Linked DNA regions of Danio rerio: region 1 is linked to region 2. Evidence: chromatin contacts called from public HiChIP or PLAC-seq data. All regions are on one chromosome and are shown on one strand. The core of a region is the stretch at or near the end of the contact, and the rest is flanking DNA. Distances in the headings are between cores, read along the strand shown. Region 1 holds the start of stip1 (stress-induced phosphoprotein 1). Region 2 holds the start of kat5b (K(lysine) acetyltransferase 5b).

Evidence for each region. HiChIP or PLAC-seq counts read pairs in DNA pulled down with a chosen protein or histone mark.
Region 1: a contact with region 2 is called in an H3K4me3 HiChIP or PLAC-seq map of embryo, with 4 times the contacts expected there. The contact joins the promoter of stip1 here to the promoter of kat5b in region 2. A contact is called at or near these places in 2 of 18 Hi-C or Micro-C datasets (caudal fin and hematopoietic stem cells) and 1 of 4 datasets of contacts at active chromatin or transcription factors (embryo).

Annotation. Positions count from the first base shown.
Region 1 is chr5:72,821,689-72,827,688 of GRCz12tu, forward strand. It overlaps stip1 (stress-induced phosphoprotein 1), which reads right to left and starts at 2,754. Exons shown (of 14, transcript NM_001007766.2): 1 at 2,709-2,754. The coding sequence starts at 2,717.
Region 2 is chr5:72,660,116-72,666,337 of GRCz12tu, forward strand. It overlaps kat5b (K(lysine) acetyltransferase 5b), which reads right to left and starts at 4,512. Exons shown (of 15, transcript NM_001013309.3): 1 at 4,445-4,512; 2 at 4,275-4,341; 3 at 1,613-1,681; 4 at 1,367-1,503; 5 at 1,152-1,220. The coding sequence starts at 4,459.

The DNA of each region.
Region 1 (6,000 bases), core at 1,504-4,003, 160 kb after region 2:
GAAAACTGGAAGTTGCTGAGACTAGGCCAATAATCAACTTGTGGACTTAAAACACAAACAGTGCATCCGGAAAGTATTCATAGCGCTTCACTTTTTCCACATTATTTATGTTATAGTCTTATTCGAAAATGGACTAAATTCATTTATTTTCTTATAATTCTACACAAAATAGCCTATAACAACAATGTGAAAAAAAAGCTTTTGGAAAATGTTGCAAAATTATTAAAAATAAAAAAACCTGAAAAAAAAAAATCACATGTACACAAGTATTCACAGCCTTTACTGTCAAGCTCTAAAATCCACTGATCATTCTTGATGTTTAGGCAGTGGTCAATTCAGTTTATTGGACATGATTTGAAAAGGCATACACCCGTCTATACAAGGTCCCAGTGTTGACAGTGCATGTCAAAGCACAAACCAAGCATGAAGACAAAGGTATTGTCTGTCCGAGACAGGATTGCCGAGGCACAAGGCTGGGGAAGGTTACAGAAAAATTTCTGCTGCTCTGCAAGTTCCAATGAGCACAGCGGGCTATATCATCTGTAAGTGGAAGATGTTTAGAACCACCAGGACTAGAGCTGGCCGGCCATTTAAGCTAAGTGATCAGAGGAGAAGAAGAGGTGATCGATAACCGGATGGTCACTCAGTCTGAGCTCCAGCATTTTTTTTTTGTGGAGAGAGGAGAACCCTACAGAAGGACAACTATCTGTGCAGCACTTTAATGTAATATAGTTTGGTATATTATTTACCTTCAGCTAGGCATGGGCCGATATAAGATTCTGGCAGTATAATAACCTTGGATAAAAATATCACCTTTTCACGATATTTTGATTACTGCTCTAAAATATATTCTTTTTAAATGTCTGGATAAAAAAAGGAAAAACTTTTTTCTCTTTTGAACACTATATATTCTATTTTGAGAATCTTTTAAAATATTTTGGAACAGTAAACGTGTCAGGCTTAACAAATCATTGACTTCTGCTGTCTTCATTTGTTTCAAAAACAGATTTTTTTTTACAATTTAAAATTTCGGCTGGAGATACTGCACTCAGACATATAGCTACACGAGCTGTCACTGGGGTGGTACCTTTGGTACCTCAAAAGTTTATTTATTTATTTATTTATATATTTATTTATATATATATATATATATATATATATATATATATATATATATATATATATATATAAATAAAAGTACCTAAATATTTTAAGAGGAACACTTTTGTACTTTTAAGGTACTAATATGTACCCTTGAAGTATTAATATGAACCTTTTAGGTACTAATTAAAAAAGGTACTACACCAGTGACAGCTCGCATACCTTTTTTCTTAGAATGTGTCGTCCTAAAAAAAAACAAAAAATAATTAAGTAAAAAAATCTTACACATAACTTATGAACGGTATTGAAGAACATGTTGACGGTTTTAAAACCTTAGCTTTTACAAACATGGTATACCTTGAAAATGGTAATCGTCCCATGCATACCTTCGGCCCACAGCTCTTAATGATATTTGGTTTTTGGCCCTTCATACGAAAAAGTTTGGGCACCTCTGCTCTAGAGACTTCATTTTTTAAAATCTTGTAAAAAGGGCCGTAATAAGTGCTCTTTAACTACTAGATCATTTATTTGTTTTTCCTTTTAGGTGATTAAGCTTTGTTTGACTGACAACTGGTGTTAAACAGGATTTCTTGAAAATAGTGAACTGCTGGAATAGAAAGCAGCATCTGCTGTGGAGACCAGAAATAATCGTCACTGACAGCTGATGTCCCATAGAGTCACAGCTTGCATTCAAACACATGCACTTTTAAGAAACACACATTACTGCTTATGAAATCAAAGCTCAATAGATGTTGTTAAATGACTTAATAACGATCCATGATAACTGTAAAATCACACTGAAAAGAAAAATGTGAAAACATACAGTATAAAGAGGACGTTTGCGTACTATCCTAAGCTATAAATGTACAATAAACCTTTTAATGCAGTTGCACATAATATTAACTGAATAGACCATTTCAATGTGGTCATGTCATTGGCCCATGAACATTTCCTGCTTGTTATCAAACTATTTCATAACTCTAACTAGAGATAATTCAATCATAACTTCATGTTAAAACAGATATCATAACATAATTTATCAGTATGTGGCTCTTTTTTGGATACTCAAAAGCTATAGTAATTAAAACATGCAAAACAGGAAATACGTCGGAACCATTGTTTTCGTTTACATCCCTCAAAATGGTCTAAAGAAAAAAGATAACAAATGCATCAGCTTAGTTTTGAACAGCAAGACTGGCTTGAATGAAATGATGTTCAGCCATTCACACACACACACAGAAGTCTCTAGACCTGACATGAGCTTATGCTAACTTGCTAACTGATGGGAGGTGACCGAGCAGTCGTATAAACACTTAATTCACAAACATCAACATCTGTACAAATAATGCTCACCATCTTCAAGATAACTGTTGCAGAAGAATCGTTCGCACAGATTGCAGGTTAAAGCACAGCGTGTCAGACTCAAATGCTAACGCGTTGTTAGCAAACTAGCTCTTACTATCATTGATACGGTTTAAAACGAGCTACAATGCGTCTGCCTATAAAACGAGCAAATATGAAACACTCTTTGAATAGGTTTCATAGGTAATGCACGAAAACTATTTTTCAGAATGTTTAAAATAAGCTGTTCAATACAAGTTACTTACTTTCTCCATAGCGTGGGGATGATGTTCCAGAATCTACCAAGACACTAGCGAAGCCCCGCCTCTCTGCCTATTATCAATGTTGCAGAGAGATGGGTTGCCAGTTGTTGAATTATTACCTCATGAAAAGTAAAGTTTTTGACTAGTGAAGTTTGACGTTCTGAAATAATTTAAACAGATTAACATTCTTACAAACACGTCCTTACCCTGTTTATAATTAAACTAAGTAATTAATCACTAATACAATATAATATCTTTAATAATGAATCAAACTGTGAATCAAAGTCTCCAGAAAATTCTAGAAAATGAAATTTTGAATCGATGCGTTGCGCATGGCAACCCGGCTAAAAGTGACATACGAGTGGAAGGACTGAAAAGTGTTACGTTACATTTGTCAACAGAAGAAGCAGCGCTCTCGTCACTGATTGGATCAGCCGTTTATTATTGGTGAAACGAGAGCTAAAGTTGTTGAGAAAAGTAATGCTGAATGTTCCAGAGCTTTGCAAGAATTCTTAGCGCTACAAACTTTCCAGGACCTGTAAAGAGAGCTTATATTTTGTCACGTTATGATAGGAAAATTATTTATGATATTATTAAAAAAATCCTTTCATATCCTGTTAATCCTAAATGTAAAGAAGTGCACTTTAAAATTATGAATCACATTTATCCTGCAAAAGAATTTCTACGGTTAAAATTTAATATTGGTGACTCAAATTTACGCCAGTTTTGTAATGTAGATACAGAAACAACAGAATGTTTTTCCAATGTGATGAGGTTAAAAGATTTTGGGATGAAGTTTTAGTTTGGATAAAACAGAAAATATCTATGAGATTGTCTTCTCATGGGAAATTATTAAAGTTGGCCTAATACTTAAGTATAAAGAGATATCTTATATAATAAATAATTTGATGTTATTATTAAAATTCCATATTCATACATGCATTTTTTTATTCCCCCAAGACTAGTGGTGTTTAAAGAAGAATTTGTTATGTATTTAAAGACATTAAGAGAGATGAAAAGCCAAAAAGCAAGATATTTATATTCATCATTGGATGATTTTGGTTTCATATTTTAAGAACTTTAACTCCCCTGCTACTTAATTTTCTTTAGCATTTTTTTGTTTGTTAATTTTTGTTATTTTATTTATTTATATATGTCGTATCATTAAAGAGGATGGAAAGATTGTGAATGTATGCAATTTGATTGTTATCTCAGTCTTTTATGTAACTCTAAAAAGTATTAATGCCTTTCTGTTACTGTTCAAGCATTGTTAATAAAAAAAATAAAATTAAAATTCTGTGCGCTGCTAAATGACAGGTTATTTTTCCAATAACCTGATTTACAAGCAGTTTTATAAAGGAAAAACATTTTTTAAAGTTTGTAAATGTTTGACGTTTACATACACCATTTCTTTCCAATATTTTCTGTATGTATTCCTGTAAAATCACGAGAGTTTGCCAGTGATGGACAATTTCCAGTGGAGCTATTGCAATTTAAAAAAAAAAAACTCTCTTGATTCTGTACTCCTGTTCACTTCTTTGATTAATGCTTGTGAAACAGTGATAGGAAAAAATTGTTTCATGCTTTCTCTCAGAAATAGATTCGGCATCTTTATTCCTCATGTCAAATTTGACTGGAATAATTTATTTCATGATATTCTTAAGGAGATTGTGTGGTCTTTACCCAAAAAATTTTAATCAAAAATAAGGTTAAAAAGGTTTCCTTCCTCTCCCGCAGTCTCATTTCTTTCGCTATCTGCGAATTAGGAACTATGTAAAGGAAAACAATTTATAAATAAACCAGAAAGTCATATTATTCAGAATCTTCTATCCTAGACATCTGATATCAAGCTTTGTTTGTGTTTTTGAAGCTTCAATATGCACTATGCGCAGGCCTTTGATAATGTCTGTGCGGGCCCCCGAAATTTATGGGCCCTTAGAATCGTCCTCACTCCCCCCTTCCCACATTACATGTTTAGTATTATTATTAATAATAATAATAACGACAGTAATAATAATATCTGGCTTCAAGGACTGTTTTAAAATTGTAAAACTTAAAAAATTATGACTATCTGGTGTTCAGGATAATAACAATACTACTACTACTACTACTACTACTAATAATAATAATAATAATTATTATTATTATTATTATTATAAGTATTATTATTATTATCATTATCATTATTATTATCAGCATTATTGTTATTATTAAAACAACAACAATAAAAATACTAGTAATTGTTATTATTATTATTATTACCAATTATGAATGTACATCTAATGCTCATCTAAATACCTGTTTATGGAAAAAATGTTCCCCAGATGGCCTGTACACGTGGCCGGTATGACTGAGATTTGTCTGGACAGACTAAGCGTGGCATATTGTGTTGCCCAATCCAAAATCCTATTCGGGCAGCAGTACAAATGTGATTGTGTAAGGCAATTATAATATGCAAAGGAGAACATTACGGCTACAGAAACATGTTTACATTAGAAAATATGATTATTAAAGGTGATCAATTTAAATTTGATTTGATGTAAGAATTTACTTGAGTAAAGGTGTAACATTTCCACTTACATTTTTTACATCAGTTTTAAGTTTGCAAAAGGGTAAATGACAGATGTCAATGCACTGCTTGAGCACACCAATAAAATATAATGCAAATGCAAGACTTAACAAGGAATAGAAGAATCACAGGGGCTTATATAAGGCTTCTAAAACACAAGTGAGAATAATCAGAACAAATATAGTACATATATGAACTTCAATGTCGTGTACACTCATCGGCCACTTTATTAGGTACACCTGTCCAACTGCTCATTAAGGCAAATTTCTAATCAGCCCATCACATGGCATCAACTCAATGCATTTAGGCATGTAGACAAGGTCAAGACGATCTGCTGCAGTGCAAACCGAGCATCAGAATGGGGAAGAAAGGTGATTTAAGTGACTTTGAACGTGGCATGGTTGTTGGTGTCTGACGGGCTGGTCTGAGTATTTCAGAAACTGCTGATCTACAGGAATTTCCACGCACAACCATCTCTAGGGTTTACAGAGAATGGTCCGAAAAAGAAAAAAGATCCAGTGAGCAGCAGTTCTGTGGGCGCAAATGCCATGTTGATGCTAGGTCAGAGGAGAATGGCCAGACTGGTTCAAGCTGATAGAAAGACAACATTAACTCAAATAACCATTTGTTACAACCGAGATATGCAAAAGAGCATCTCTGAATGCTGATGAGTCTCAATTTCTGCTGAAAATTCGGATGGGGTCAGAATTTGGCATGAACAACATT
Region 2 (6,222 bases), core at 3,262-5,761:
AAAAATCTTCTCGACTATCCAAGTTTTAGGAACAGCAAATAATAACTTGACTTCAAGTTGATCATTTGGTATCGGAAGTGGCTTTTATGAAAGGCAAAGGCCTCTAGATTACACTTATTTTACCAAAATAAATTATGATCATACCTTGATTTTTAATTATTTCATTAGGGCAATAAGGTCTGACTTTGCTTAGACAAAAGTCTTGTCACTTAACAGAAATAATGTACAGTATAGAATATAAAGTCATGCTGCAGTGGAAACAGGATGAATATTATGTCTGACTCCCATGAGCTTGGAGGACTGCATCCATACATCTCTGAAATGACTTAAATCACTTATTAATAAATTCATCTGGAATGGCAAAGAAAGCGTTCCTGTAGGACTCCCAGAGTTCAAGATTCTTTGAATTCATCTTTAATACCTCCTACTTCATCTTACCCCAGACATGCTCAATAATGTTCATATCTGGTGACTGGGCTGGCCAATCCTGGAGCACCTTGATCTTCCTTGCTTTCAGAAACTTTGATGTGGAGGCTAAAGTATGAGCGCTATCCTTCTGAAGAATTTGCCCTCTCCTGTGGTTTGTAATGTAATGGGCAGCACAAATCTCTTGATACCTCAGGCTGCTGATGTTTATCCCTCACATGCCCCCATTCTGAATGTAACCCCAAACCATGATTTTTCCCCTCACCAAGCTTGACTGATTTCTATGAAAGTCATGGGTCCATGCAGGGTCCAGTAGGTCTTCTGCAGTATTTGTGATGATTGGGATGCAGCTCAACAGATGATTCATCTGAAAAACCTACCATCTGCCACTTTCCCAAATGATCAACTAGCAACTGGGATCGATGTGAAGACTTTTGTCAGGTACTGTACTTTACGAAAAGTAAAAAAAAATAATTAAAAAAACCTGATTCTACAATATTTTCTGACACATGTCTTCTTTAAAATGAGACCAAGCTTAAATCGGTGCACTTAAGCATTGCCAATCATTTAGGCTGAAAATAGCATTCAATGTAAATAAAACAACGAGGCAAAAATTGCATCCCTCACACTTATTGGAAAGTCTTCAACTAAACTCAAGCCCATTGATTAAATAAAGCTTAACAGATTGAGTTTGATTAGTGTACAATGGGCGGGTTTGCCTGTACCGGTGTGGGGAGGGTTTTGCCTCTTGAAGGAGCTGAAGCAGACTGAACGTTGAGATCTAGACTCTTCCTCTGAATTTGAACAGAAAGGAAGAGAGGATGGTAAAGGAGAACATGGCATGTAAACAACTGTTTGTGGCACAATGTTGGGTGAGGGCGTTTCACACACACCATCATCAAAATCCTAACAGTGCAAGCAGAGGAACAAGAAATCATACCACTTCTCTTTCTGGGGAGCTGGGACGAGACCCCGGCAGGCCATTCTTTGTAGGGGTCTTTGCCTCCTTTTTGGGAAATTGGAGCTTCTTCAAGTCTAGCCGATCTGGAGTCACCCATTCATCCAGTCGCTTATTGACTTTACAAAACAGAAATGCAATAAAATGCTGATTAAAACACGTGTTCAATAAATAGATTGTATTCATACGAGAGTAAATGATGAGTAGAAGCAGACGGTTAATACTTACAGTCAATATAGTGGACATAGTAGAGTTTTCTGCCAGGAATGTCTTTGACACTAAGAATTTCAGCCAATGCTTTGAATAAATAAAAAAAATAAATAAATAAATGAACACATCATAGTTTAAATTGATGAAGGTTAGGGGTGTACCAGATCGCGATTGATTAGTGTGTCATACAGATCACAACCCACATATGGAACACACATGACCCGCAGATTAATACTTTTTTTTTTTACTAATTTTTTAACAATCACAGAGAGATCACCTCTCACGTCATTCAAATCTCATTTATGAAAGCATTTAGGCTTTTCTGTAAAATATAATGATGAGGGAAGAAGTTGTGGTATGTTATTCGGGATGTGGCGGGTTTCTTGGGTCATTAAAGATGTTTTCTGTCACTTAATTATTTGTAGCCTTCCGTTTCAACTACCTGACCTGCATTAGCCATAACCAAATCATAAATAAAGTTACACACAAGTTAACTCCTGTCAATCACTTTTTTCACTGTATAGTGGCGTCGACAAACTTGGTTGGAAAGAAGGTGCACAACCAACAGGAACCATCTAAGAGTATCTGAGGTTTTCGCTAAAATTACAAAGTACAAGCGTGAAAGGTAAAGACACGTTACCTGATAGATTTAAAAGACAGAAAAGTCATTAGATAGAGACAAGATTAATTAAATATCACGTTTAACAACTATAGTGAGACGTGATCCAGCGGTACATTCTTGATAAACGATCCGACGCGCACTGCTCTCAGGAATTATGTATGTAATAATGTACCCTGCAGTACATGCCCGTGTGTGTTTTTGTGTGTGTGTGGTCACATGATGTGCATTTTCAGCAGTATAGTATAGAAGGTGGGCTTTTCAGATACGCTAGGTGAAACGACAGTGTGGATGTGGATCATTTTTGTTCTAAAACGCCATTTTAAAAGTAAGATATATTAGTGTAATTAGGGCCTAATTGTTTATTTTTCCGCACGCAGGTTGCTGCTGCAATGGGGGCTGGTTTGCGATGCCAGCTCAGCATTGTGATATCTAACGGCCATCGGCAAAGGGGAATGGCACTGTCAATTGGCCCAACCTTATAATCAAAAGGAGCTGAAATCCACAAAAAAAAAAAAAAAAACATAGATTACTAGTAACAATAGAATAGTTACTAGTCACTATTAAAAAAGTACTAATATCTAATAAATAAGAACTAGTATCTATTTAATAAGTACTAATATCTAAGGAATGAGTACTCATGATTTCCGCTACATACATTCTTCCATGGTGGGGCGTCACACCAAAATTCATCCCACCACGGCTGCATTACAGCATCTTGTTCAAGACATTCAGTCGTTTTTTTATTATTAGCAGGTTATAATCACACCAAATTGTATTAAAAGGTAAGTGAATTATAACAGCGTGAACTTTTCTGTAATCATAGTAGTGCTATGCCTTATTTGTTTAACCCTTTAAAGTGACATACTGACTGACTGTCTGCCAGGTGCGTGATGTGGCAGGCCAGCAAACATGACGTAGTTTTCAGTTAAGATGAACACAGTTTCCATAATTATGCTTTATAGATAAAGGTCTACGGCTCTGCATTAAATGACTTCATCTTTCTGGAGTTTATAGCCGTTTCACTTTACTTCAGGACACATTAATGCCAATCTGTAGGTCTATTGGAGACATTCATAAATATTCCTAGCAAGCAAATCTAATAAATGTTGGAGACATACTTGTTACAGAAACGCACTAAATCGCACTTTAGCAGCATTTATTTGAGCGCGCTCAAGAAAATCTGCACTTGGGTAGCATAAATTTGAGGGTGTGCAAGAAGTTTTGTTCATGAACAGGAAATTGGCATGCAAGCAAAGAGATTTGCATGCTCGTATTACATAAATGCGATCTCGACTTGTAATACTGCGCTCACAACATTTGACATTGAAATAACGGCACAAGAAGTTGGTAAATCTGTGTAAAACGCCCAACGGAGTCTGCCGCCACAACTGAAAAAAATACTAGAGGAAACATTGAGTACTAGTATCCAATACATAACTACTAGTATCTATTTAATAGGTACTAGTATCTGATAAAAAAAAGCATTAGTGTCTAATGAGTAAGCACTAGCATATTAAAAAAACACAAGTATCTAAAGAATAAGCACTAATACTTAATGGAACAGATACTAGGATGTAAAACATAAATACTAGTAACATGAAAAATATATATTAGTACGGGTTATAAATTAAATGTCAAAACGGCTTGCCATACCTATGTTAGCTTGGATATCACGTAAAACAAGCTACAATCACAGGCTGGTTTTCCATAGATTTATGATTAGGAACGTAATAAGTAGTAGGCTAGTTAAAATAAGTTAGCAGTTATGCCAAAGCGTTGTGTTTTTCCAGGACATTTTGTTACACCGTTGTATGATTTACATTAATCATCATTTAGAGCTAGAGTATAAACAGTAGCATCACCTAAAGGCACCGGAGTATCACACGGTGCGTTTTATATACCAACTTAATAACTAAAATTAAAAAAATTACCAACACATCCCTTAACTAAATGAAAAAGCAAAATGAGTTTCATTTATAGCCGACACATTAAGGTACCCGTGAGCGCACCGGGGTCTTTTGTTTACATTCGCTACGGAGCTCTCAGCTTGACACTTACGCCACTCGTCTTCATTTTCTTGGTTTTTTCGCAGCACCGGAAGACGGCAGCCTTCAACAATTTCCACCTGCAAAAACAAAATGCTTTTAGAAATGACAGGGACTGATGACAACAGACTAAATGTGTTTTAAACAACATTTAAACAGCAGACAAGACTGTGCGCCGCTTACCGTTGGCTCCGCCATGTTGGTCACAGCATCTCCAAGGCAAGCAGCACACGGAATTGTGGGTAAAACGGTTGTATTGCTCTGGGGGGCGCTGGCTGCACTTTTTTACCACAGCTCTACTTCTTTTGTTTCTTCTTCTTTTTTCCTTCAACGTTTTGATAAACCTTATTTGGTATTTTCCACCATCTACTGGAATGGAGTGTTATGATGCAAAGAAAACAACCGCCCATTCAAACAAAAATCCAGTTTATTAAAGGAATAGTTCACCCTAAAATGAAATGTACTCAGTTTACTCTCCCCCAGGTAGTTCCAAACCTTGATGAGTATCTTTATTCTGTTGAAAACTAAATAATATATTTGAAACTACTGACATTATCTATCTATCTATCTATCTATCTATCTATCTATCTATCTATCTATCTATCTATCTATCTATCTATCTATCTATCTGTCTGTCTGTCTGTCTGTCTGTCTGTCTGTCTGTCTGTCTGTCTACTAATAATCTGTAAGAGGTGTACTCAACTGCTGTATAGGCCTATTTATTTGACAACAGTCTATCCATCCGTCCATCCATCTAGCTCTTCAGGGCACTGGCTGCACTGTTTCCCAAAGCTTTACTGGTATCCCCTTCTTCTTTTTCCTCTGCGATTTAATGAACCCACTCTTGCATTTTCCACCACCTACTGGAATGGAGTGTGGATCACTGACGCTAAAGCAAAGAAAACCCCCCATTCAAGCAAAAATCCAGTTTATTAAATGGATAGTTCATCCTAAAACGAAAATGTACTCACTATTACCCTCAGGTGGTTCCAGACCTTTATGAGTATCTTTATTTTGTTGAACACTAAAGATATTTGAAACTATTGACACTGCAGGAAAAACAAATGCCACGAAAGTTATCAGGGTTTCCAGCTTTCTTCTAAATAGCTTCTTCAAGTTAAACAAGGTTGGAAATAAGGGGCGAGTAAATACTTACAGAAATCAGTTTTGAATGAATTATACCTTCAATATACCAATATAATGTAAAGTTTAAATTTTGATACAGGTGGATTGGTGCAGCGGCAGCAGTAATGCGGTTGATGTACCGGTTTACCGGTTAATCTACGTACCTACTCTCACCTATGGTCACAAGCTTTGGGTCATGACCGAAAGGACAAGATCTCGGATAGATGCAGCCGAAATGAGCTTCTTTTTCAGGGTGGCAGGGCACACCCTTATAGATAGGGTGAAGAGCTCTGTCACCCGGGAGGAGCTTGGAGTAGAGCTGCTGCTCCTCCACATTAGAATAAGTCAGCTGAGGTGGCTGGAGCATCTGTTTCAGATGCCTCCTGGACGCCTACCTAGGAAGGTGTTCCAGGCATGTCCCACCAGGAGGAGGCCTCATGGAAGAGCCAGGGCACACTGGAGGGACAATGTCTCTAGGCTTGCCAGGGAATGCCTCGGGATCCCCCCGGAGTAGCTGGAGGAAGCGTCTAGGGCAGGGGTCGGCAACCCAAAATGTTGAAAGAGCCATATTGGACCAAAAATAACAAAAAACAAATATGTCTGGAGCCACAAAAAATGTAAAGCCTTATAAAAGCCTTATAATGAAGGAAACACATGCTGTAAGTATGTATATTAGCTATATTAGCCTACTATCAAAATGACTAAATTGGCTACAAATACATAATGAGCCTTCATGATTAAATAGCCACTGAAATCAGGTGGTTGGTGTTTATTTTGTTGTCATTAAAACACTTCAGCACAGCCTCTTGTCTTTTAGTGTTATTAATTTGATCATT